Regions from separate parts of the Rattus norvegicus genome. Here region 2 is linked to region 1. Evidence: chromatin contacts called from public Hi-C data. All regions are on one chromosome and are shown on one strand. The core of a region is the stretch at or near the end of the contact, and the rest is flanking DNA. Distances in the headings are between cores, read along the strand shown.

Region 1 (5,367 bases), core at 1,507-4,006:
TAGAAAAACTATCCAAACACAAGTCAATTTTATATAAAATATTTAATTTTTAAAACACAGGCTATTCATGTCACATAAATAGTTTCAATTTTAGGTTGGCTGCTTATGGCCAGCAAATGTATCAAATGTGACAAATAATAATTTAGATACTGTCACTTATAGGAAAGTCTAAAGCTCTAAGACTCGCCATATTAAATTTTCAGAGATTTGAATACTCTATTTTGCTAAATTTCAAAACATTTCTTCACTTCCTCTACTGTTTTAAGTCAATTAGTAGCCAATATTCAAATAAAAGCAAAATATTTTTTCTTCCATTAATTTTTTTCTTTCACCAACAAAATACCATCAGAAATTAAAATGGTCAACTGAAAATTCATTTAATAGTCATAAACTGGAAAATCATCTTTAAAATATTCTGTCACCAAACAATGTTTCCTGAATATTGGTAAATGCAGGGTCACAGATCGTATGAAGGGCATGAAGTTAAACTGGCTTTCCAGAACAGTTCTTCCCTATTTAACACTCCAATGGAAAGGTCCTAGAACAACTGAAGCTGTCAGTTGGCACACTCAGTGCCCCAGACTCTGTCCATTAGTGAAGGAGATGCTGGCTATTTACCTTTGGTTCCTTTCCAGAAATATAATTTTGCTTTTTTGTGTGAACATAAACATAGTGACACTTGACAACATCATAGTTATTCTTTCTTGGTTGATTTTAATAGAATAAAAATGACCTAATAGCACTGCTCTAATCTGGCAGAAATTACAGTAAATTTCACAAAATTGAAAGGAAAAGGTAGTTTTCTCTTTGAGTTTTCTTTTTGCTACGTAACTTGACATTTTCTTAAAATAATTATATAACTTTAAATATGGTGTTTGCCACCCTCCTTCTGTGAGCTTTAATATATTTATTATGTATCATATGATTTTATTTTGTGAATTGTTATACATATTTGATTCAAACCCCTGCCCTCCAAATAGAAACTGGGTTAGTATGACAGCCAGAAAGAAAGAAACACACTAAAATTCTCATTCAGCTATTACTTTCAACAACTTAACTGATCAAAAAAAAAAAAAAAAATTAGTACTTCCCAGAAGTAACAAAAGGTACCGAGTTCTCCCTTTCTTTTTCTCTTACACTCCTACCGTGAGAAGGTAACAGTGAAAGTTAACAGCCAAAAGACAGGCAGAAAAGGACCGTGTGACAAGCAGAGGGGATGGACCTAACAGAACTGACCAAACAACTCCTAAAAATGGAGAGCTTCGTGCCCCTTCAGCACAGTGCAGACTCCCTTGGAAAGACAGTGGTGGAAAGGCTAACTTCATCCGCAGTCCTGAAGCATACCTGTTAAGGCACTTACTCGAACCCCTCCCCACCCGACCCATAGTTTTCATATAAAAACCACTATTTCATTTGAATGAATTTTGCTGGGTTATGGTAACCTGAAAAAAACAAAACAAAACAAAACAAAAATAATGTTAACCATTTGTTTTATATAAAACTGTTGCATCAAGAGAAAGGTTGTGTTTTATTTTCTGAAATGAGCACAAAGTACACCTTTCACAATAACACTGAAAGCAGGTGCAAAGACTGACAGTGACCTTTGACTAAAGGTAGCTTTGTAAAAAGAAAATACCAAAGAAATCAGTGCCCTTTCTGATTGCTGTAAAACTGGGAGGGTTGAGGGAAAGGGGTAGGTTGTTTACATAAAAGTTGGTCCAAACTTACAAAAAAAGCACAAGTGTGCATAGTTCAGAAGATCTGCAAGAGGGCCATAAAAACATTATGTCCCTAATGTTAGCATCCACTTAAAACTGCAAGAATACAAAATAAAACTGTTAACTAAAATCTGTGACGATGTACAATCAATAGAGCTAGTTTTAAGAACAGCATGAATTTAAGCAAAGATTTTTTTTTGTTGTTTTCTTTTTTCACTATTGTATGCAAGACCCTTTCCACATAAAAATAAAGCTGTTGTTGAATTAATATTATTCAAGTCTCTTGGATTGCTGCCTGAAATTGCAGCTAGAAAAGTCTTTCCAGATAAAAATGATGTGCCTGAGGAAAAACAGATACTCAGTATGGTAACCCTCTGCCTCGACCTCTGCCAGCTGATGTGCTAATGTGTCCCCTGTATCCTTGTGAGTATCCAGGTCCTTGGGCAGGAGAAGTCCAGGTCTGTCCATGCATGAGGCTGGGGCCACCTGGATTTTCCTGTAAGTTACCACCATAGTTATAGTTGTGTATCTTTGCTGGCAAGGGGTGAGTACTCTCCGGCCCTGTGGAAGGGTCACTGCTGTTTGTGAGGACCGTGATAGGACCATGGCTGTACTCAAATCTATGGTCCTTGTCTCCACTAAACAGCATGGGACCAGCATTGAGGTAAATGTCTCCGTATCCAGCTACTGAACTGGGAAATGACTCGGTGAAGGCAGAAGTCTGAGGTGGACCACCAGTGTGAGATGAAGCAGTACTGTAGTTATCCAGAGACTGAATATCTGAGTTTCCGATGAAACTGCGCGCCTCCAACGGTGCAGCAGCAGAGCTACTCCCCAGACCATCACTGCTCACATAAGGGGCGGCAGAGAAAGACGCTCCAAAGTTGTCTTTATAGTCTGAACTGGGCACGTACGTGTCTCCTGTGGAATAATCAATACCACCTTCTCTTTTGGGATCATCCTGGGGCTGATGTTGAGCAAGCAGCTGTAAGAGGGCTGCCTTCACTCCAGCATGTGGGTCAGTTAATGAAGAACTAGTAGTAGGTCCATGCTGGTTTTCTGTCCGATAATCCAGGTCCTCCTCAGTGACTGGTGGTGGTTCAGGAGGTTCAGGAGGTCGTTGATCAGGAGGCAGAATCCGAGGCCGCTCTGGCTCTGGTGTCAGCTCCAATATCCTCCTGTCTTGGTGTTGGATGAGGTCATCTTGCCCTAAGTAGAATAAAACCAAGAAAGAGTCAAAAGTTACCATGGAAAATGAAATATTCAGAACAGTTACACATTTTACCTTTCACAAAATACCAAAGGACACCTCACAAGTGTTCATGTTGCCCACTATCACGTAAACACAAGATTACTAAAGAAATACACTATTCAACTCCACACAGTCGTACTTAATGCTTGAAGAGTAAGTTTCTACTGCACCCAAAACATTTATCCTTTTGTATTGAGAATTGAGTTATTGTAAATTTACCTTAGAAAATATAATATTCATAATGGACAATTTTCTAAACAATCTAGTCCAGGAAGTAAACAGAATAGGTCTCACTAGTGACCTGAGAATGTCTTCAACACACCTCACTGAACACTCAAAGCCACAGATAGCAACAGCTCTGCGCAAGTCACTCACTCACCAGAGGCAGGAGTGCTGGGTTCTGGAGGCGGCCTGAGTTGCACTGGAGCGTCATGTCCTGATCCATTCTCCCTCTCCTCCAGCATGGCATCTTTCTGTTTTGACTGCTGGGCCTTTATTAACTGAGTCAGGAGGACTGCAAATGCACTCTGCACTGCAGCCTGCGCAGCGTCAGTTTCCACTTTAGGCTGGATGCTCTGTGAAGGCTGAACTCCTCCCAATGATTTTGAAGACTCCTGTTGTGGTGTTGATGGATCTGTCTGTTTTTCACCTGTTGCCAAAATTCCAGCAGGAAGGTTTATTTTATTTAGCTGCTGTTGAGTCTCAGAGTTTACCTTAATGTTCAACACTTGGACAAAATCAGCCATATTAACACTTGATTTAGATTGTAGTAGGTTTAGAAGAATTGCCAATTCACTGTGGTTTAACGGCTGTCCAGGGCCTGTTATTACTAAAGACAAAATGCATCGATTAGAACTGCCATAATTCACAGTTTCCCCGACCCCTATAACCTCTTCATTATACAGTATTAAAACTCCATTTGAGGGAGAATTATGAAACAATGAGAAACAAGCACTGAAGGAAGTCTTCTTACCCATCAGACATTCAAAATCTAACTACAACACAAGCCATGATAGACATCAAAACTACAATCTGTTTTGGGTAATTCATCTTCAGGAATATATTTTTCAAAAGAAAAATCAAGATTACCAGCAGAGTCATACACAGATTTAACCAAGAGCTAACACTGTGTAAGAGAAATGAACAATGACATCTAACAGTGCCAGCACTTTCTAAGCTTTTTGTGGCCTTTACCCCTCACAACCACTTTATAAGACAATATCTATTAATTATCCTAAAAGAGCGGATAATTTGCAAGATCCTGAACTCTCAAATTTAATTCTGAATGCAGTCTCTGAATTCTTTGCTATCCCACTTCAAAAATGAAGTTAACTGTGGAAAGAACTTTTTAGAAATTAAAACTAATGTTTTACACACTGTGATAAAAATCTGTTTTTATTCAGATTACTTTATAAAAATATTAAGCCATTTTGAGTTACAAAGACCTACACAAACATGCATATTACATATTAACTCATTACCAGTAGACATATCTAGTTAATTTTCTTTCTCCAATATTCAGGCTAGACCTGACAGATTCCTAGGTTCTTCAGGGAAATTAAGACTTCAATATTTAAAAAGCTGTCAACTAGCAAGCATTGTGGCACACATCTTTAATCCTAGTCCTTGGGGGGCAAAGATGGGCAGCTGTTTGTGAATCTGAGGCCAATCTGCTTACAAAGAGAGTTCTAGGACATTCAGGGCTACAAGATGAGATCTTATCTCTAGATAGATAGGTAGATGTGAATGAAAAAAATAACTAGGTCTAAACAACAGATTTCAATCTTTTAAAATACAGTCTTAGACAGAATGATGTACAGATATCCACCAATGGGATAAAAACTTCCTTTGCAGTTTTGGCTATCTTTGTTTTTTCTATGCCTTAAATACTGAACTTCACAGACTAATATTAATGAAAGACATACATACTCCTGACTCCTAAACTAGAGAAAATGGAAAAAAGTCTGACCAATCACCACCAATCTATGATCTGAGACTGTAATGTAAAAAAGCCTTAACACTTATCTTTTTGCCACACACAGTCAACACGGGCCACAAAGCAATGCAAACAGAACAAGGCAAAGAGACCTTACTGACCAGGTGCTCCACTGGAGCTGTTCTGAGACTTTAGCTGTGCAGGTGGCAGCACACCCTGGGGCGTGCTAGTTCTGCTGTCATCTAAGCCCAGAGACAAGTCCTTTCTGGGGGCTTTGATTGTGGAAAGATCATCAGTCATGCCCATCTGTTTCTGTCTTCTTCTCTTTTTACTCCATAATTCATGACAATCTTGCCACAAAGGAAGGCTGAAAAAAACGGATGAATTCTAAATCACAAATGCTGTAACAAGAAATACTAATGTTATAATGAACCACAAAAGCCATTCCCCTTTCACAAACC
Region 2 (5,367 bases), core at 1,027-3,526, 37 kb before region 1:
TGTATTTCTAAAAATAAAAAAATCCGAAGAATTCAGAGTCTGAATTCTGATCTTGCTAGGTGAGTCTAAAAAAAAAAAGAAAGAAAGAAAAAAAAACACTTATTTATTCTTGCCAAATTTCTCATTTGAAAGAAGAAAGTCGGGGTTGGGGATTTAGCTCAGTGGTAGAGCAGTGCAAGGCCTGGGTTCGGTCCTCAGCTCTGGGGAAAAAAAAAAAAAGACAAAATAACGAAAGAAGAAAGTCTCTAAAGAGATTAAAATGGGTCTTGTATTAAAGTTTCAGTTTGGAACAATACTTTCAAATGTGCTGGGAAGTACACTATCTTAATCTCCAGGCAAAGTTTTCTCTCCATTTCTTCTCCCAGACTTCTAGTGTATTATCTGGATAGATTGTGGGGACTAGGGCTACACTGAAGCTCATCAGTAAAGAGTCCACCCTGCATACATAAGGCCCTGGATTCAATTACATTCTAGAAGCAGAATGCAAGTAAAAAGATCATTAATATAGGGTAAACTGTGGCCCAATTCTGCATTATTTTCTGCCAGTTATAAAAAAAAGTAATAAACATAATTTTGGTGCCTATCACCCCACTTCTAAGCTCCCTTCATAAGGCAGATTATTGACGCAGTGACATATATGTGTGTGATATATGAGTGCCCAACTGCCAGATACTAAGCTAAACAAAGGAAAGAGAAAACAGATATATTGGCCAGTATAGAAAATATAAATGTTAGATAAGCTGTAGTATGAAGGCTCTAATTATATCACTGTATCCTGATGGTGACATTACCTCTCCATGATTAACTGTACAATTTATCTTCGGAAGTAAGGAATGTGGCCGAGCCTGAATTATATATTGAGAACTTGTCTCAAAAACAAACAAATAAAAAACGAAAACAAAAATAAGCTCAACAAAAAAGTTTTACGGAATTATCCAAGAATGACGCAGGGGCATGAAAAAAATTAAACCCTTCCCCCAAAAGCCCTTGTGTTTATATCTCTATTAATAAAGAATAAAGCTGAGAAGATACTCTTTATTTATATCTGAATGTACTCTTTATTTGTGACTGAAGATGTCAGAGACTGAAGGTTGAAATACAAAGGTGCTATGAATGAATGAAAACCATAAAGGCCTGGAACTGAAGAGATGGCTCAGTGGTTAAGAGTACTTAGTGCTCTTGCAAGAGGATTCAGGTTCTGTTCCCAGCACCGACAAGGTAGATCCAATCACACTGTTCTCCAGTTCCAGGAATTCTGATTACTTTTTGATCTCTAAAGGCATCAGGCACGTTAAGTGCTGCATGCACATAAATACAAGTAATACACTCATACACACAAAAAATCTAAACCAATAAAACCCCCACAGATCCATACCACACGCTGGTCTAATGTATTGAGTCCTAAAATTCCCTGAGTTGATTTCAGAATCTGAAGGGAAACTCCACAAAACTCGTAATTTGAAATTCCATCTTCTACAAGATTTCTGAGACAGGTATCTTATGCAAAAGATGACATTTTCGAATTATCCCGTTTCTCTTTTCCTTTAAATTTCTATTTCTACTTCTTAACCTCGTCAACTTCCATTTTACAAGAACAGAAACGCAGGGCTCAAGTCCAACGTTAATTAGTACAGGCATTCTTAAGTTATCAAGGTAGCAATCTGCTTTCTAAAACTCAGCATTCGGCGGGAGGTGCTATTTTCTAAATTACCAAAACTTGGGGGATTAAAGGCAGGGATGGAGAAGAGAAGTAGGGCACGAACGCGGTCGCGAGCCCTGAGACAGGCGCATCCGAGGCGCGAGCACTCTCCTCAGGGAGCCTGAGCGCTCAGTGTCAGTGGGTACCTGACTGTGGGCGGCCGGTCCACAGCCCCCTCCCGCCGGCCTGGCCTCGGCCGGATCTCCGAAAAGCCACCGCCCTGGCCAGCATCCGCAGCATCGCCCCTCAACCCAATGAGAGCGCCCCAGAGCTCCCTTCCTTGACCTTTGGCCCCTCAGCCAGTCCCGTCCCCTCCGCCCGCCCCGCCCCCTTCACCAACCCCGCCTCCTCCGCCCAGACATTCCGCCTGGTCTCCCTCCCAACAGCACACCCTCCGCTTCGGCCCAAGCCTCGGTCTCAGCCTCACTGGCACCGCCCCCTTGAACCAAATGGTTCAACCAAGTCCCTAGCCTCACATCCTTCGGCCCCGCCCTCTTTGTCTCAGGCCCCGCCCCTAACTCGTCACAACCCACCCCGCGCGTCGATGTTGGCTTCCGCCTCCGACTCGCTAAAGTCCAGGACTCTGGCCCCTGACGCTTCACGCCCTGCTTTCCGGAAGCCTCAAAGCTTAATCGCCCTCTCCCTCTGATCCACCCTTTTCGGGACCGCCTCCTCCGACTCGCCCGGCACAGCCTGATGACCGGTTTTGTCTCTTCCGCTTCCGTTTCCGTATACTGGGGGTCTCCCCGAAGGCGGTGGGTGGCATTGTTCACGCTGGGGTCGGGGACGCTGGGGTCGGGAATTTGGTTTCCCCTTTACAATCTTTCCTCCTCTCAGACACACCCACCCTTATCCGATTTGAGTGATCTATTTAATCTGCTCTCTTGCAGAAGCGTGGTGAGGTCGGAACCTTTGTGCAGCCGGAACTAAGGTGCGCTACTCCGCTGGCAGCCGGAGGACTGCATAAACAGGAATACCAGTTTTCTTCTAGCAGTTGATCACTGAGGTTCCGGTGGGGCATTGGCGAGTGAGCTCTTCAGCTTCGTTTCCTGTTATGCACCGACCGAATTTTCGACCACCAACTCCTCCGTACCCCAGCCCGGGGATAGGAGGTTGGGGTGGCGGAAACAACTTCCGGGGTACCCTGGGCGGGGGGCCGCGGCCGCCCTCCCCGCGGGACGGGTACGGGAGTCCGCACCACACTCCGCCCTGCGGGCCCCGGGCTAGGCCGTACGGGAGCAGCCACTCTCCGCGGCAAGGCGGCAGCTTCTCGGGGGCCCGCTTCGGGTCTCCGTCCCCGGGCGGCTACCCAGGCTCCTACTCCAGGTCCCCCGCGGGGTCCCAGCATCAGTTCGGCTACTCCCCAGGGCAGCAGCAGACCTACCCCCAGGTAAAGACAATAGCTAGCGTTTGCCGAACTCTTACTGTTATGGCAGACGTGATACTAAAATTCCCTTTACGTGGATTGTTTAATCCTCTGATATATGTTGGCCCAATTTTGCAGATGAGTAACCTGAGATGTAAAGAAATTATCTAAGACTACAATACGTGGCGGAGCTATATAGTTCTGTTCCACAGAAACTGCACTTAGCCAGCATACCACATTCGTGTACAAACTTCCTTAATCCTCCATTTCTTCCCCCGCCCCCAGAGGTTTTTGTTTTATTTGAGTTTGGATTTTTTGTCATTTATTTCAGTGAATATTCCTGGATTCCTAGGGGAAGACAGTGAATAATTCCCTACTGTTGTGGAGTATGGCTCCTCTAAACTGTAGTCTACGGCCATTTTCATACAGATGTCCCTTCCTTGTTTGTGCATTCTTGCCTTTTTTTTTTTTTTTAATGCTTACCATTGTTTTTCGAGCCATATTTAGATCTACTCAAAGTTCTCTTGAAGGGAAAAATAGAAAATTTGGAATTGTGGAAATTTCCCCTCTTAATGAGTGAATACAAGACAGGAAGTACCTCTCTGGCTAACAACTTGTATCTAGGTAGGGCGTTTTGCAAACTTGAATATGCTCACCCAGCTGAATCCCTTATGAGTTGGAATTAATAAGAATGGAGAAATTTCATGCCATGTAAAAGTTGTAGAAATTTGAAACCTATCAGGTCAAAAAGTAAGTTTCCAGGAAAAATTGAATACAATTAATCTTTGCTTATACTGAATTTATTTGTATTTAATAGCTGCAGAGATATCACATTGGAAATTGAAAGGTTTTTTTAAGATGATAGCAGATATTTTTTAAAGAAAACTACAAATGGTTTTAGTAAGTCTTAAAAGCACTAGATTAAAGAAATTTGCAACTGAATATATTGGGTTTCAATTGGCAACTTTTGATGTGATTCCCCACTAATATTTAACTAGAGGAGAAAGTACCAATTATCTCTTCTTAGATGTTTTTTTTTAACTGATCATTTTTTTCCTAAAGGGTTCTCCAAGGACATCTACACCATTTGGATCAGGGCGTGGTAGAGAAAAAAGAATGTCTAATGAGTTGGAAAGTTATTTTAAGCCTTCAATGCTTGAAGACCCTTGGGCTGGCCTAGAACCAGTATCTGTAGTGGATATAAGCCAACAGTACAGCAATACGCAAACATTCACAGGCAAAAAAGGAAGATACTTTTCTTAACATTTCTGAAATTCAACTGGAAGCCTCATGTGTCAGGAACATCTTGGACAGAACTTTTACTTGTGAAAATGAGTTGAACCCAAAGATGATGACTTTGAATAATGATTAGCAGACCCTTGGTATATCTCTAACTTTATCAAGTGTTGATATTAGAGGAAATGATAGGGTAATTTACAGTATTTAGCTATCTGGGAGTGTGTACCACGGAACACAGTTTTCATATTTAACATTTCCAAGATAACAAACATTTGTTTTTTTCAGTGTTTTACAATAAAACATTTTTGTCTTCCTAATTGTGATTTTGTTGATATGTAGAATTGCTAAAATAATGCTTCATAATCACTTAGAATTTGAGGGTGTTTTACAGACTATTTTTTTAACGAAATAGATAAGCTACCCTAGACAGTTCTCTATATATTTATTAATAGAAAGTTGTTCTACATTCATTTTTTTGCATTTCTGTTAAAATATTGAAACAAAAAAAATCACTGGAAATCACTTAACATTACTTATACTTTTTACTTATTTAACCACAAAAGGCCAGGATAAGAAATAAGAAATGTGTGTGTGTGTGTGTGTGTGTGTGTGTGTGTGTGTGTGTGTGTGTGTGTATACATATATATATATATATATATATATATATATATATATATATATATGCAGTTCAGTGTTCTATCAAAGTTTCTCTATATTTTGAGCATTATAGACATACTTTCTCTTGAAGCCAAAGAAGGTGGTATGTTGATTTCTTGTCATTGTGATAAAATGCCAGGGGGCATTTTGGGTCATAGTTTCTAAGGTTCCAGTAGAAGTTCAGCTGAATCCATTAGTTAGTCTTGAGGTGAGCCAAAATATCTGTAGATAAGGCAGAAGCTGCTCACCCTTGGCTACCAAGGTATAGAAAGACAGAAGGGGCCAGAGACAATTGGAGCCTTTTCTAGAGCACCTTCGCCTTTTTCTACTTCCCAATAATAGCATCATGTGAACCATTGAGGTATTAATCCACTTAAGAGGTTAACACCCTGACAATCTAATCACT

The links. Hi-C and Micro-C count contacts between places; a contact is called where the count stands out from the background.
Region 2: a Hi-C map of liver shows a contact between it and region 1, with 2.6 times the contacts expected there. The contact joins the promoter of Mplkip here to the enhancer-like site in region 1. A contact is called at or near these places in 3 of 12 Hi-C or Micro-C datasets (kidney and liver).

The regions. Positions count from the first base shown.
Region 1 is chr17:52,032,585-52,037,951 of GRCr8, reverse strand. Cdk13 (cyclin-dependent kinase 13) reads right to left here. Exons shown (of 14, transcript NM_001271295.2): 12 at 5,068-5,273; 13 at 3,350-3,799; 14 at 695-2,927. The coding sequence ends at 2,077. Among named protein-coding and RNA genes, the nearest start is that of Mplkip, 36 kb to the left of the region's middle. Within about 2 kb of position 2,756, at least 2 of the 93 cell types and tissues checked have an H3K27ac peak or open chromatin away from gene starts, as enhancers often do. A contact at or near this core is called in liver, where this site is marked.
Region 2 is chr17:52,068,629-52,073,995 of GRCr8, reverse strand. Mplkip (M-phase specific PLK1 interacting protein) reads left to right here and starts at 2,276. Exons shown (of 2, transcript NM_001109452.1): 1 at 2,276-3,089; 2 at 4,128-4,842. The coding sequence starts at 2,754. The coding sequence ends at 4,328. It overlaps Sugct (succinylCoA:glutarate-CoA transferase), which reads right to left and starts at 1,944. Exons shown (of 14, transcript NM_001014146.1): 1 at 1,846-1,944. The coding sequence starts at 1,939.